Linked DNA regions of Mus musculus: region 1 is linked to region 2. Evidence: chromatin contacts called from public promoter capture Hi-C data. All regions are on one chromosome and are shown on one strand. Each heading gives the region's core, a stretch centred on a gene start, on an enhancer-like site or on the middle of the called end of the contact. The rest is flanking DNA. Distances are from core to core; before and after follow the strand shown. Region 1 holds the start of Glyctk (glycerate kinase). Region 2 holds the start of Slc25a36 (solute carrier family 25, member 36).

Evidence for each region. Promoter capture Hi-C pulls out the DNA fragments that hold promoters and counts their contacts.
Region 1: a contact with region 2 is called in a promoter capture Hi-C map of erythroid cells, with 62 times the contacts expected there. The contact joins the promoter of Glyctk here to the promoter of Slc25a36 in region 2.

Annotation. Positions count from the first base shown.
Region 1 is chr9:106,155,372-106,162,046 of GRCm38.p6, reverse strand. Glyctk (glycerate kinase) reads left to right here and starts at 3,909. Exons shown (of 4, transcript NM_174846.4): 1 at 3,909-4,558; 2 at 4,751-4,902; 3 at 5,463-5,638; 4 at 5,940-6,675. The coding sequence starts at 4,182. D030055H07Rik (a long non-coding RNA gene) reads right to left here. Exons shown (of 7, transcript XR_003948237.1): 5 at 5,530-5,754; 6 at 4,813-5,054; 7 at 1,348-2,266.
Region 2 is chr9:97,109,593-97,115,907 of GRCm38.p6, reverse strand. It overlaps Slc25a36 (solute carrier family 25, member 36), which reads left to right and starts at 4,867. Exons shown (of 7, transcript NM_138756.4): 1 at 4,867-4,997. The coding sequence starts at 4,957.

The sequences.
Region 1 (6,675 bases), core at 2,660-5,159, 9.0 Mb before region 2:
GCCATGAGGGTGCTTGGAATAGAACCCCCATCCTTTGGAAGAGTAGTAAGTGCTCTACATATCTCTTCAGTTCCCCCACTTCTTTTGAGACAAGGTCTTACACATCCCAGACTGACCTTAAACTCCACAGACAAGGATGGCTTTGAGCTCTTGATTCTCCTAACTGTGGAGATTATAGGCATGTACCACGAAGCCTGGTTTAGGTGATGTTGGGGATCAGACCAGGGCCTTGTGCCTGCTAAGCAAGTCCTCCATTAGCCGAGCTACATTCCCAGCCCTGTCTCCACTAAAAAGGGAAAGACTTCCTTATGTATGTGTTCTGCCTCACATGTATATGTCCACCACATGAATGCCTGGTGCCCGAGGAGGCCAGAAGAGGGCATCAGCTTCTCTGGAACTGGAGATCTAGGGATAGTTGTAAACCCCTTGGGTGCTAGGAACAGAGTAACAAATGCTCACAACCACTGAAACATCTCTCCAGCTCTCTGTATCCATTTTTAAAAAATACTCCACTGCTATCCCTAATCTAGTCACAAGATGCATCTGATAGCAAGACAATGAAACCTACTGCATGGTATTGAGTTGATCTAATTCTTTTTTTTTTTAAGTTGACTTCTACATCTTTTATGTCTGTTTTTTTTTTTTAAGATTTATTTATTTTTTATATGAGTACACTGTAGCTGTCTTCAGACACACCAGAAGAGGGCATCAGATCCCATTACAGATGGTTGTGAGCCACCATGTGGTTGCTGGGAATTGAACTCAAGTCCTCTGGAAGAGCAGACAGTGCTTTTAACCGCTGAGCCATCTCTCCAGCCCCTGAGTTGATCTAATTCTTATGTATTTCTATTGCCCTCCGTACAAACAGAAACTGCAATTTTCTTTTCCCCTTCTTCTTTCTTTTTACCTTTCTTTCTTTTCTTTCTTTCTTTCTTTCTTTCTTTCTTTCTTTCTTTCTTTCTTTCTTTCTTTCTTTCTTTCTTTTTTTCTTTCTTTCTTTCTTTCTTTCTTTTTTAAAGGATTTTGAAACAGGACTCCACTGGGCTGCTAAGACTGACAGGGAACAGCAATGTCTTCAGTTGCAAAATGGAAGGGATTTCACAAAAGGAAAAGAGGTAATGTGGAGTGGAGGAAGTGGCACATAATAAGGAAATTTAGACAGCGTGTGGGGTGGGGTGTAGTGGGGTCCTGATTGAGCTTCTCAATTACACAGCAGTACACACCTGCGACTTTAGTACTCAGGAGCCTGAGGCAGTAGGATCATAAACTTGAAGTCAGCCTAGGCTACAAAGTGTGTCTGTGTATGTGGTAGGAGTCGAGGTTAAAAAAACAAAACAAAACAAAACAACCTTTTAAAGGAAACACGTTTGAAACAATCCTTTCCATCAGTAAAGGATTTTGGAGCCCAGCCAATAGTTGATTTTTGAATGTGGGAAAAAGGCAGGACTGGATCATAGTGGACACAATGTGAGAGCAAGGGTAGGGAGGAAGAAAAGACTTAGGGGTCATTTTGTTTACAGTCATTTTGCTCGTGTGTTCAAAAATCACCCAACAGAAATCTTTTGCTGAGTTAGCTGTATGTGGTGGCTTACGGAGAAAAGAGGTAAGCATCAATGAATTGTCATGGATGTCTTTAAATCGCTTTCTAGAGGGGTGTGTTGTAGCGCTCGCTGATGTTCAGCCCTGTTCGGAACCGAACAAGAATTCAGGGTGTATTTAACGGTGGACTAGATCTAACAGGATGAACAGGGAAGGCTCATTACAAATCACACAGAACACAGAAACCAGAGCCCCCCACTCGCCTCTTTTCAGGTTTTCTCTGAGTGTCAGTGAGGCCGGAAAGTTCTAAACCAGGTTCTCGGTCTCTAGGGAGATCTCAGACCAGCCACTTCCGGGTTAATCCCCACCCACAGAGTACTTCCGGTCTCCAGCGCCAGAAGCTGCGGGAAGGTGAGTTTGCGTCTCAAGCAAATAAATGGTACTTGGAAGTCGTTCCTGGCCCGGACAGAGACCGATCCAGGCGACAGCAACCCCTTAATCTTGCGACATCTTGCACTACACGGCAACATTTCCCTCGAGAAGATCACAGGCTCAGGCTCAGGAGACGTCACTTCCGGTCACCTGGCGGTTGGCCAATTCCGGACTTGATGTCAGCTCCGCTTTGGTTCCGGGAGGAGTCGAGCCTGGTCTTCGCCTATCCTCACTTACCAAGGCGGGTGCACTGGAGCTGGGAAGGTGTAGTGTCTTAGAGTTGGGAATTTGGCTCCTGAAAATGCAAGTCGTCCAATTAACTTTAGACTTACCACAACGTAATTTTTAGTTAGAAATAATCCAAAATATACTGGTCATAGTTATAATAAAAAATTACTTATCCAAAATTCAAATTTCACCAAACACCCAGTACTTAATTTGGCAATTTTGGACTTGAACTTTTTTTTTCCCTTGAATTCTAATAGGGACCTTCTAGGCTTTTGCCCTTCTGGGAAAGAGATACAAAATTCACCTAGGACTGAGCTTTATGTTTTGGATGCTAAGATGTGTTTAGTACCAAGCCCGGGGAATCCCATACATGAAAACTGAACATGTTTGCAGGCGTCCCGCGGCAGTGCCCTGTGTATTCCTTTTTACAAACAGTAGTTTCTGGGAAAGCTAGCTGGGAACTACAAGGCTAAATGGCGGAGGTTTGGCAGGCGCTACGTTGTTTAGGAGTGGGATAAACTGTTACCTGGAGTTTTCTCTGTCAGCTTGTACAGAGAATCAGAAAGCCCTAGGTGTCAGGAAAATACGAGCGTCAGTCTCCCAAGCACTATGGAGAACTGGATGACTTTATGCATGCTAGGGAAGGTCTCTCCCACAGGACTACACTTTCAAGTTCCCTTGAAAAGTGAGAGTTAGGCTTCATTGTGTCCCACATCTTGCAAATGAGCTCAGTGTGAGAAAAGATATACTAATACACGCTTTAAAAAAAGCTAGAACCCCATCCCTAGACTCCGCCCTCTTCCACCCATGCTTACGGATACAGTTGTCTTTCTACCTTTTTAGGGGCTTGAATGTAGCTCAGTGGTAGAGCGCATGCTCGCTCGTTACATGGACAGCCCGGGCACAGTCTTCAGTACCCTCCTGTCCCTAAACTTAGATATCTTTTTGCAGCTGAGTCTTTTATTGTTCCTGTATAGTTACGCTGTAGCTTCCCGACCTTTACCCCAAGACCTTTCTGTCCTTCACTCTGCCCAGTGGAGAAAATGATTGTTTGGGCTTCATTACTGGAACCCGGCCTTTGCCTGCTCTAGCACTGGGCTGTTTTTGTTGTGAAGGGTGTAACTCAGGACTTGTTTTTTGCTATCATGGAGCCAGAAAGGGATGTTCCTGGCAAGGCTGATCATGACCAGCTGTATGGGGACAAGGGTGTCTGGTCTTGTCCTATAGATTGAGCCCCATAGCACATGTCCTTTTGCTTATAACCTGGGGACTTGCTGAAGGTCTGACCTTGAGTGAGATTTGTGGTTACTCTTGATTCGTGCCTGGACCACTTGCTGAACTAGCCTGAGTCCTGAGCTTCCTTAGGCTGTGTGCACTGGTAAATCTGCAGCCTTTCCACATGGACCCAGCTTTGCCAGACTGGTTGTATGAGCTAACAGAGCAGGCTAGAGGTCAATGGACTCCGGGTCAGTTGGCTAGACAACCAATAGCCTTTTTTTTTTTTTTTCTTGGCAGTAGAAGTGGTAAAGGAACGTCTAAGGCATAAATGCCAGAAAGGGGGCACTGCCGTGGTGTGAGGGCTTTGGAAGTACAGGATGTGGAAGAAGAATGGCCCAGGGGCCTGCTGGTAGGAACGGCGTCCTTCATGAATGATTAACTTCTAGGCAAAGGAGGTGACCTAGGAGGAAGGTCCACTTAACAGGAACTTTGGACTTGGAGCAGAGTGTCCAGAAGACTGGTGTGTGGTCTACAGAAGAGGACGTGGCTGGGCATCAGGGCTGGGCTTTCAGGGCTGGTGTAAGATCAGGTTTGCTGCAGGCTTCATGACTTCTCCAGGTTTCATTTCAGGTTATGGAGTCCGCCAGTCCTGAGCCCTCGGAGGGGTGGCCATGATGGATGGTGGGGTTCTGTCCGTGGCCTCACTCCTTCTCCTCCCTCTCTAGGCAGCTATGGACACGAGGCTGTGCTGAGAGAAGCGGGGCATGGCTGCGGCCCTACAGGTCTTGCCCTGTCTCCTCCGAGCCCCATCCCGTCCACTCCTCTGGGGGCCCCCAGTGGCCCGGATGACCAGTGGTATGGCTTTGGCAGAACAGGCACGGCAGCTGTTTGATAGTGCAGTGGGTGCTGTGCAGCCAGGCCCCATGCTGCAGAGGACACTGTCCCTGGATCCTAGTGGCAGACAGCTGAAGGTGCGGGACCGGACTTTCCAGCTGCGGGAAAACCTCTACCTAGTGGGCTTCGGCAAGGCCGTACTGGGCATGGCAGCTGCTGCCGAGGAGCTGCTGGCTCAGCATCTTGTGCAGGGTGTGATCAGCGTACCCAAGGGGATCCGAGCCGCTATGGAACATGCTGGAAAGAAGTAAGAGTCTATGGGCGCAGGGGGACGCCCTCTACTGTCCTTTGGAAGAACACCTCCCTTCCTCTTTGATCTCCCTATCTCCTGGGTCTGGCCTGGTTTCTAAATGGGTTATCAGTGGGCCGCTTTCACCTGTACAGCTGAGAAGTCAGGTCGGAGGAGAGGAGCCCACCCCCATCCCTTCTCCCTTCTCAGAGAGATGCTGCTGAAGCCACACAGCCGCATCCAGGTGTTCGAGGGCGCCGAGGACAACTTACCGGATCGGGATGCACTCCGGGCCGCGCTGACCATCCAGCAGCTGGCAGAGGGGCTCACTGCAGATGACCTGCTGCTGGTGCTCATCTCAGGTGTGGGACCAGCCGACAGGGGTGCCCCGAGTACCATATGGTCACAGGGTGAAGTCAGGACCATGGCAGACAGTGAGGAACCTGGAGGGTACCTAGTGAGTGGTGTCAGGTTGGTCACCTCTCCTCAGCTGGAAGTTCACCCTGTTGAACATCTGTAATGGTGAAGGCACAGCTGGGTACTAACACTGACACACATCAGAACCTTTGGAAGACATTGCTGTCTGCAGCGGTGTCATTCGTGCTCCTGAAGCTGAGTTTCCAGACCCCATGGATCTCTCTTCTTGCTTATTTGCTGTTTTTTCTTGCTCTTTCTTAGTTAAATTTAAAAACAAAAATTTTTGGGGGGTATTGGGGATAGAGTTCAGGGCTTCACACAGGCTAGGCAAGCACTTTGCTAGCAAGCTTCTCCTGGGATCTGGTATACCCCTACTAGGGGACAACTTCACTCTGTGTCCACAAGGGGGCACTGTAACCCCACCTTCTTAGAGGACCTTCCTTATGGCTTGCCTGGTTCTCTGGGTCGGGCTGTCTCCTCTCCCTGACACTCTCACTGACTTTAGGTGGGGGCTCAGCCCTGCTGCCTGCTCCTATCCCACCTGTCACACTGGAGGAGAAACAGATGCTCACCAAGCTGCTGGCAGCCCGAGGAGCCACGATCCAGGAGCTGAACACCATCCGCAAGGCCCTGTCGCAGCTGAAGGGTGGAGGGCTGGCTCAGGCTGCCTATCCTGCTCAGGTGCACTAATCACTTCTTCAGTAGGCCCTGGGTTCCCAACACGTGACAGGGAGATGAGAGCTTAAGCCAACATATGAGTTGGCAGGGGCCTGGCCTGGAAAGTCCTGGGAGGAAGCCTAGAGAGAGTAAGAGGGAGGCTTTCTGGTTAGGTGTTCTGCCAGCCCACCTGAAAGTGGCAAGATGTGGGTAGATGTGGGCAAGGAAGCATACCAGATGCTGTATACCCAGGCCCAGTTTGTCCTTAAGGGCCCCGGAACACGGAGGAGGCAAGACTGAACCTTATTTTGTGGCCTTTGTCTAGGTGATAAGCCTCATCTTGTCAGATGTGATTGGGGACCCTTTGGAAGTGATTGCCAGTGGCCCTACGGTGGCCAGCACCCACAGTGTGCAAGACTGCCTGCATATTCTCAACCACTATGGCCTCCGTGCTGCTCTTCCCCGCTCTGTGAAGACTGTGCTCTCCCGAGCTGACTCTGACCCCCATGGACCACACACCTGTGGCCACGTCCTCAATGTGATCATCGGCTCTAACTCTCTGGCGCTGGCTGAGGCTCAGAGGCAAGCCGAGGTGCTGGGCTACCATGCCATGGTGTTGAGCACAGCCATGCAGGGTGATGTAAAAAGAGTGGCTCGGTTCTACGGGCTGCTAGCCCGGGTGGCTGCAGCCCACCTCACTCCATCCTTGGCTGAGCGTCCCTTGGAGGAGGAGGCGGAACTCCATCAGCTGGCAGCTGAGCTCCAGCTCCCGGACCTGCAGCTGGAGGAGGCTCTGGAAGCGGTGGTAAAGGCTAAAGGGCCGGTCTGCCTCCTGGCTGGTGGTGAGCCCACGGTGCAGCTGCAGGGATCTGGCAAGGGCGGTCGGAACCAAGAACTGGCCTTGCACGTGGGAGTGGAGCTGGGAAGGCAGCCACTGGGACCTATTGATGTGCTATTTTTGAGTGGAGGCACTGATGGGCAGGATGGGCCTACAAAGGTGGCCGGGGCCTGGGTCATGTCTGATCTCATCAGCCAGGCTTCTGCTGAGAGCCTGGACATCG
Region 2 (6,315 bases), core at 3,618-6,117:
TCCATTTCCAGCACAGCTCATCACTTGCAAGTTGGGTCAGCTTGGTAAATCGCATAAACTCTTCATATCTCAACTTCCTGTCTGTGAAGGGGGACTTCCTTCCAATGCTTGTAAAGAGGCTTAATTTAAATATTTCCTAAGTATTTGCAACACTGTCTGGTACACAAGAGGAACAAAAGCATTGTCTATACACATGCGCACACATGGACGTTCAAAAATGACTCTATTTGTAATAACTGAATATTGCTGCCACAAGATAAGAAATGAGCTAAGCTGGGCGTGGTGGCGCATGCCTTTAATCCCTGCACTTGGGAGACAGAGACAGGCGGATTTCTGAGTCCGAGGCCAGCCTGGTCTACTGAGTGAGTTCCAGGACAGCCAGGACTATGCAGAGAAACCCTGTCTCGAACCCCCTCCCCATCAAAAGAAAAGAAAAGAAAAGAAATGAGCTAGTGATTCTTGCTACTGTATGAATTAGTCTAAGAGTAATTATGCTCATCAAAAAAAAGATAACAAACATATGCATATGTGGTATGTATGTATTTAGGTATGCCTTTTGTGGCTTTGTTTAGATCAAATTCTAGATAAATGTAGTGGTTGCCCAAAGGGGTTAAACAAAACTGGAAAACCTATAATGGGCAGGAGATTTGGGGATGGGGTGGGTGGGAGTTGGTGGATATAACAATTATCTGTATTACAGCGGTGCTTCTGGTGTATATACACATACAAATCACCAAACTATATTGTGTAACGGGTATGGTTTATTACATGTCAATTGTAACTTAAAAGGGCAATCAAGGTCTAGCCATACAGAGTGCTGTATAAATATGAAGTACTTCGAGATTATCATCATTTCGGCGAAAAGTATCTGAAGGGATAGTCACCCAGCTATTGACAATGGTTTCCACTTTAAAGTAGGATGTGGGAAAAGACACTGACAAGAAGATTTTAATTTTTTTTTCTTTAAACCCTTCCGCATTAACTTACTGCTAAAAGTAAAACTAGGGCCTGGGATGTGGCTCAGTTGGCAGAATGCTTGCGGAGAACACATGGAGCCCTGGGAGTGTTTGCAGAGCATGCATGGAGCCCTGGGGTCTATCAGCAACTGTACTTCAAATCACAAGACTACATAAAAAGCAGGCGTGGAGGCATACAACTGTGATCCCAGCACTTGGGAGGTAGAGTCAGGATCAGAAAGAAGTTCAAGGTCACCATCAGATATGTAGTAAGTTGAAGAGCAGCCAGGATGCAAGAGACCCCATGGGGAGAGGGAGAGAAGAGGAAGAGGAGGAGGAGGGAGAGGAGGAGGGCAAGGAGGAGGACAGAAAAGCAAAGAAAAGGCACATAAAAGACGACCTGCTTCACCTTTGTGGTGTTTGAATGAGAATGCCCCCCATAGTTCCGGCATGTGATACTTCGGTCCTCAGTTGGCGGCACTGTTTGGAGAGGTTCGGCGGTAAAGCCTTACTGGAGAAGGTACATCACTGGGAGCAGGCTTTGGCATAAGAAGACCTGGGCCGCACCCAGTTGGCTGCCTGCTTCCAAGGCTACCACTGAGGCTGTGAGTCCTCGGCTTCCTGCTCAGTTGTCATGCCAGTAGCAAGGCCTCTCCACCGTGATGCACGCTTATTCTTCTGGAACCCTAAGCTGAAATAAACCCCCTTCTTGCTTAAGTTGCTTTTGGTTATGGTGTTTTACCACAACAATACAACCGCATACAACAAAACCCCACCAAACACTTAAAACTGTTGTTTTAAGGGCTGAAGCTTTTAAGAATTTCTAAACCGCTGGGTAGTGGTGGCACAGGCCTTTAATCCCAGGAATTGGGAGGCAGAGCCAGGCCGACTTCTGAGTTCGAGGCCAGCCTGGTCTACAGAGTAAGTTCCAGGACAGCCAGGGCTACACAGAGATACCCTGTCTCAAAAAAACAAAAATAAAAACAAGCGCCCCCCCCCCGCCCGATTAAATTTTCTTAACCTACAAGAAATAAAAATAACAGAAAAACAGAGAAGAAAAGAAGACCTCTGTCTAGCTGTGCCCTACCCCACCCCCACTCTCTAGCTACTAAGAACTTTCTTCAACTCTTTAGCAATTGAAATTAGAAACCATTGTTAGTCAGGAAGGTGAGGCCTCTGTTTTTGAAGTACTTGTGACCAACTATCGTGACAGAGAAGATCACTTTGGTCCCTCCTCACTAAAAGATTGTATCTCCCAGAAGTCCTCTTGGTAGAGATTGAGAAGGGGGATGGGTAAACTGGGGGAACGTTTCCTTTGGCTCCATTCACCTGGCCCTAATACCGGCCTTCAGGAAAGCTCGTAAAAGCTTCTAGAAAGGACAACGGGGCCTATGGAAAGAATTCAGTGAAGCAGTGTTCTATCCGGAGAGATAAAGAAGGCGATGACAGTGCTGTGAACCCAGCAGGCTTGGCGGTTTGCTCAAGCCTGAGTCCTTATAGACTTCAGCAGCGGTGCCCCAGAGGACGGCGCCCGAATTAGCACAATGTGCTGGGTCTGCACCCACAGTGGCCTCCAAGAGAGACAGAAAGGGGACCAGCAACACTGTCTTGTCACCGACCCAGGAATAACTGTGATGGTACAAGAACATGCCCATAGAACTTGTTCACAGCCGCAGCGTTGGGGACAGCCTCAGAGTGGAAACAAGGGCTCGTTCTCTGAATACCGATCAGTCAAGTATTCAGTCAAGCAACGAGGTTCTGCCGTGAAAGGGAACGAAGCATCCATCCTGCAGCAACACTCGAGTGGATTTCGAAGACACTTTTAGTGAAAAATTCCTCACACCAAAGGCCACACACCATTTTTAAAAATATGTATTTATTTATAAGTAATGTGCGGCATAGACAAAACCAGAGGGATAGAAACTAGATCAGTGGTTTCTAGGGAAGAGGAGGGGCGAATGGGAGCGACTCCTAACAAACACGTGGCTGCATTGTGGGTGAGGAAGCGGTCGGGAAATAGGTCGGTGAGGGCTACACAACCAGGAAAATATACTAAAACCCACCAAACCACACACACACACACACACACACACACACATATATATATATATATATATATATATATATATATATATATATATATATATATATATATATATATATATATATATATATATATACTTTTTCGGGACAGGGTTTCTCTGTGTAGCCCTGGCTGTCCTTCTGTCTACCTCTGTAGACCAGGTTGGCCTCGAACTCAGAAATCCACCTGCCACTGCCTCTCAAGTGCTGGGATTAAAGTTGTGCGCTACCACTGCCCGGCTAAACCACACATTTTAAAGAGACATGTGTCCTGGGAGTTGTGTCTCAACACAACTGCCATATAAAGAAAATACCCGTTGGATGTCTTGCGGAAATCTTTGTCATTTGGCTAGGGTTGTCGTCACTCTTTGTGTCCGCTCTTCCAGTTTTGCCCCTTTGTCATCCTTTCCCGCTCTAATAGACTGTTCTCATTTCAACAGTAAAGCTCAGAAGTCAGGCTGTACTGGGGGTGAGTTGGGTAAGCCCTGGGCCAAGGACTTTGGTTGCAGTGCCCCTCCCCCAACAATAATAATCAGATAAGGAACACTCTGCACTGCTGAAATGCTTTAAGTAATTTACACACTCAGTCCTTTACAGTGGCATGGACATTTGCAGTCTGTACGTTTTGTAGGAATTTAGTTGCCGGACAACACGGAGAGAGCTAAAGCAGTTAGAATTTTGTCAAGTTGTGCCCGTAAGTGGCTCTGGAAAATTTCATGTGGGCTGGAAAGGGTGATGGGGCCCCTGCAAATGGAAGGGCAGTTTTATGGGGGAGGGGGATGAAGAGAAAGAAATAATGAGATATATTTCTGTTCCTTCTGTGTGATTAGCATATTGATATCTATTTATTTTATTTTGACGATTCATCTGTACCTTGCAAATAAGCAGTTAACAAAAAATTGAAATAATGGCCATTTTCTAGAGAAAGAAAACTTTCCCTAGTCCAACATATACATGTAAGAAATGTGTTGATTAGTAAAATAAGTAGCTGGTTTATTCCTGTAGTAAACCTTCACATTTTAATCTACTTGCCTTTTATTGAACACTTTTCCCTCATGTGACTCTACCTTAGACCTGTCAGGAATTCTCCGTCAGCATTCCATCTCAGGAATGTTCCACAGAGTGTGGACCGCCTTTAATCCCTTCACTTGGGAGTCTAAGGCTTGCACAGGTCTCTGAGTTGGAGGGCAAGCCCCAGAGAGCAGCCAGGGTTGGTCTCAAAGTGAGATTTTGCATCTCTTTCCTGACCAAAAAACAAAAAACAAACAAAAAAAAAAAACCAAAAAAACCCGATTTATCTCGCCACTCCACAACAGATCCCAATTTAACGCTTATGTTTAATGATCATGTTTAATGCCGTGCTGTTTGTGAGAGTGCAAGCGAGTATATTCGCACAAGTGATTTCCAAGGCAAACACGGGGAAACAGAAAGGCTCAGTTCTAAACCCAAAAACTTGCTGTGGCCCTGGGCCGCTAGGGTTTTATCCTAGATCGTCAAGAGCCGGCCAGCGCAGGTTAAGTGGCGAGGGCTGAGCGACCTGCTGATCAGCGCATCGGATGAGAGTGCGAGCCGACCCACTACGCACCAGCAAGCATTCCCGTCCTGCCCCACGGCCCTTCATTGAAGAGCCCCCTGGGCGATCACGTGAAAGAGGCGTGCGAACCTCGTGACGTCACGCGGCCTAAGCCAATAGGAGCTTCTGTTTATGTAGGGACCTCCGACTCCTCACGACTCTCACTGCGCAGTCCGACGGAGCTCGCTGGAGCAGGAACCCCGTGGGGTGGGTTCGCGGGTGGCCTTCCGCAGCGGCGGCTCCGCCCACTCCCTTGCGTCCCCCTTCTTGGCCCTCGCCGCTGGCCGTGGCGGCCTGCTGGGTCCGCGTCCCGCCTCTACTCCCGGAGGACATGCAGAAGAGAGAATGAGCCAGAGGGACACGCTGGTGCATCTGTTTGCCGGGGGGTAAGGTCGCTGGGGCGCGCGGGCTGGAGGCCACGGGCCTGCGAAGGCCACGCCGAGCCTGGGCGGGGGCAGGGCGTGAGTCGCGGCCTAGCTCGTCCGGTACTGCGCGACAGCGGAGGCACACGGACCCGGACCTCGCGGAGGAGGCTCGGCCATGGCGACAAAATGGGAGCAGGCTCGGCCTCCCCGTCCCGCACGACTGGGCCTCACGTTGCCCACGTTCGCGGGCGACCTTGTTTCCGGCCGCCGCTGCGCCTTTGCTGCTGGCCGGCGTCGTAGCCGGCGGGGAAGGCGTTGCAGTGCTCGCCCGCGGTGCGCAGAGGTTATTTCCAGCTTCGGAAAATTTTCTCTCCCTTGCCTGCCCCGGTTTGCGGGAGATGGTGCAAAAGTGGCAGTGACTTTGAAATCAATCAATCTCTCTTTCTTTTCTTTTCTTTTCTTTTCTTTTCTTTTCTTTTCTTTTCTTTTCTTTTCTTGAGATGGGAAGGCAACCCCCTCCCCCCCCCCCCCGACCCTTCAGCACTGCCTGCTTTGGAGAAGGGGTATGGATGGTTTGAGAGAAGGCGACTACTAAATGAAATCATTATATATGTGTACAGGATTAGTGTGGAGCCCGAAGTCTGGTTTGCTGATCCCCCAGCTACAGCCATTTTGCTGAGCCAAGTTTGTTCCTCCATTCGATATGTTCCTTCCCAGTTATTTAGAGAAATAATAGAGCAACGTTAAGACTTTTACCTGCAAGACTATAAAGTTGTCACAAAAAATCGCTATGGTGAATTAACTTTTTAACCTATATAACAGAATAAAGTAGTATTTTAAAGTTTGGTGGTTTGATTCTTGGATCAGCCACTTTAAGGGATACATACATATATGTATGCATTCTTTGCATGGTTGTTTGCTTTGAGTTAATGTGTGGAGATTCTGTTGCCAATATGACAGTACTTTACATTGTTGTCACACATTTCATTCAACATTTATGATTCACCAATTTTGAACGGTCCACTATTCTGCCATTAAAGCAACTACTAATTTTATGAGGAGCAGTTTGCCTTTTGTGTTTCTAAAATGCTTCCTGCCAGTAAAGGGCTAATTTAATTTCTGCAGTACCTGTACTTGGCACCTGCTAGTCAAGTTCTCTGCCACTGGGCTCCATCCTCGGGCCCTTAGAACATTTTTTTTTCTGTTGTTTTGTTTTTGTTTTTCGAGACAGGGTTTCTCTGTGTAGCCCTGGCTGTCCAGGAACTGACTCTGTAGACCAGGCTGGCCTCGAACTCAGAAATCCGCCTGTCTCTGCCTCCAAAGTGCTGGGATTAAAGGT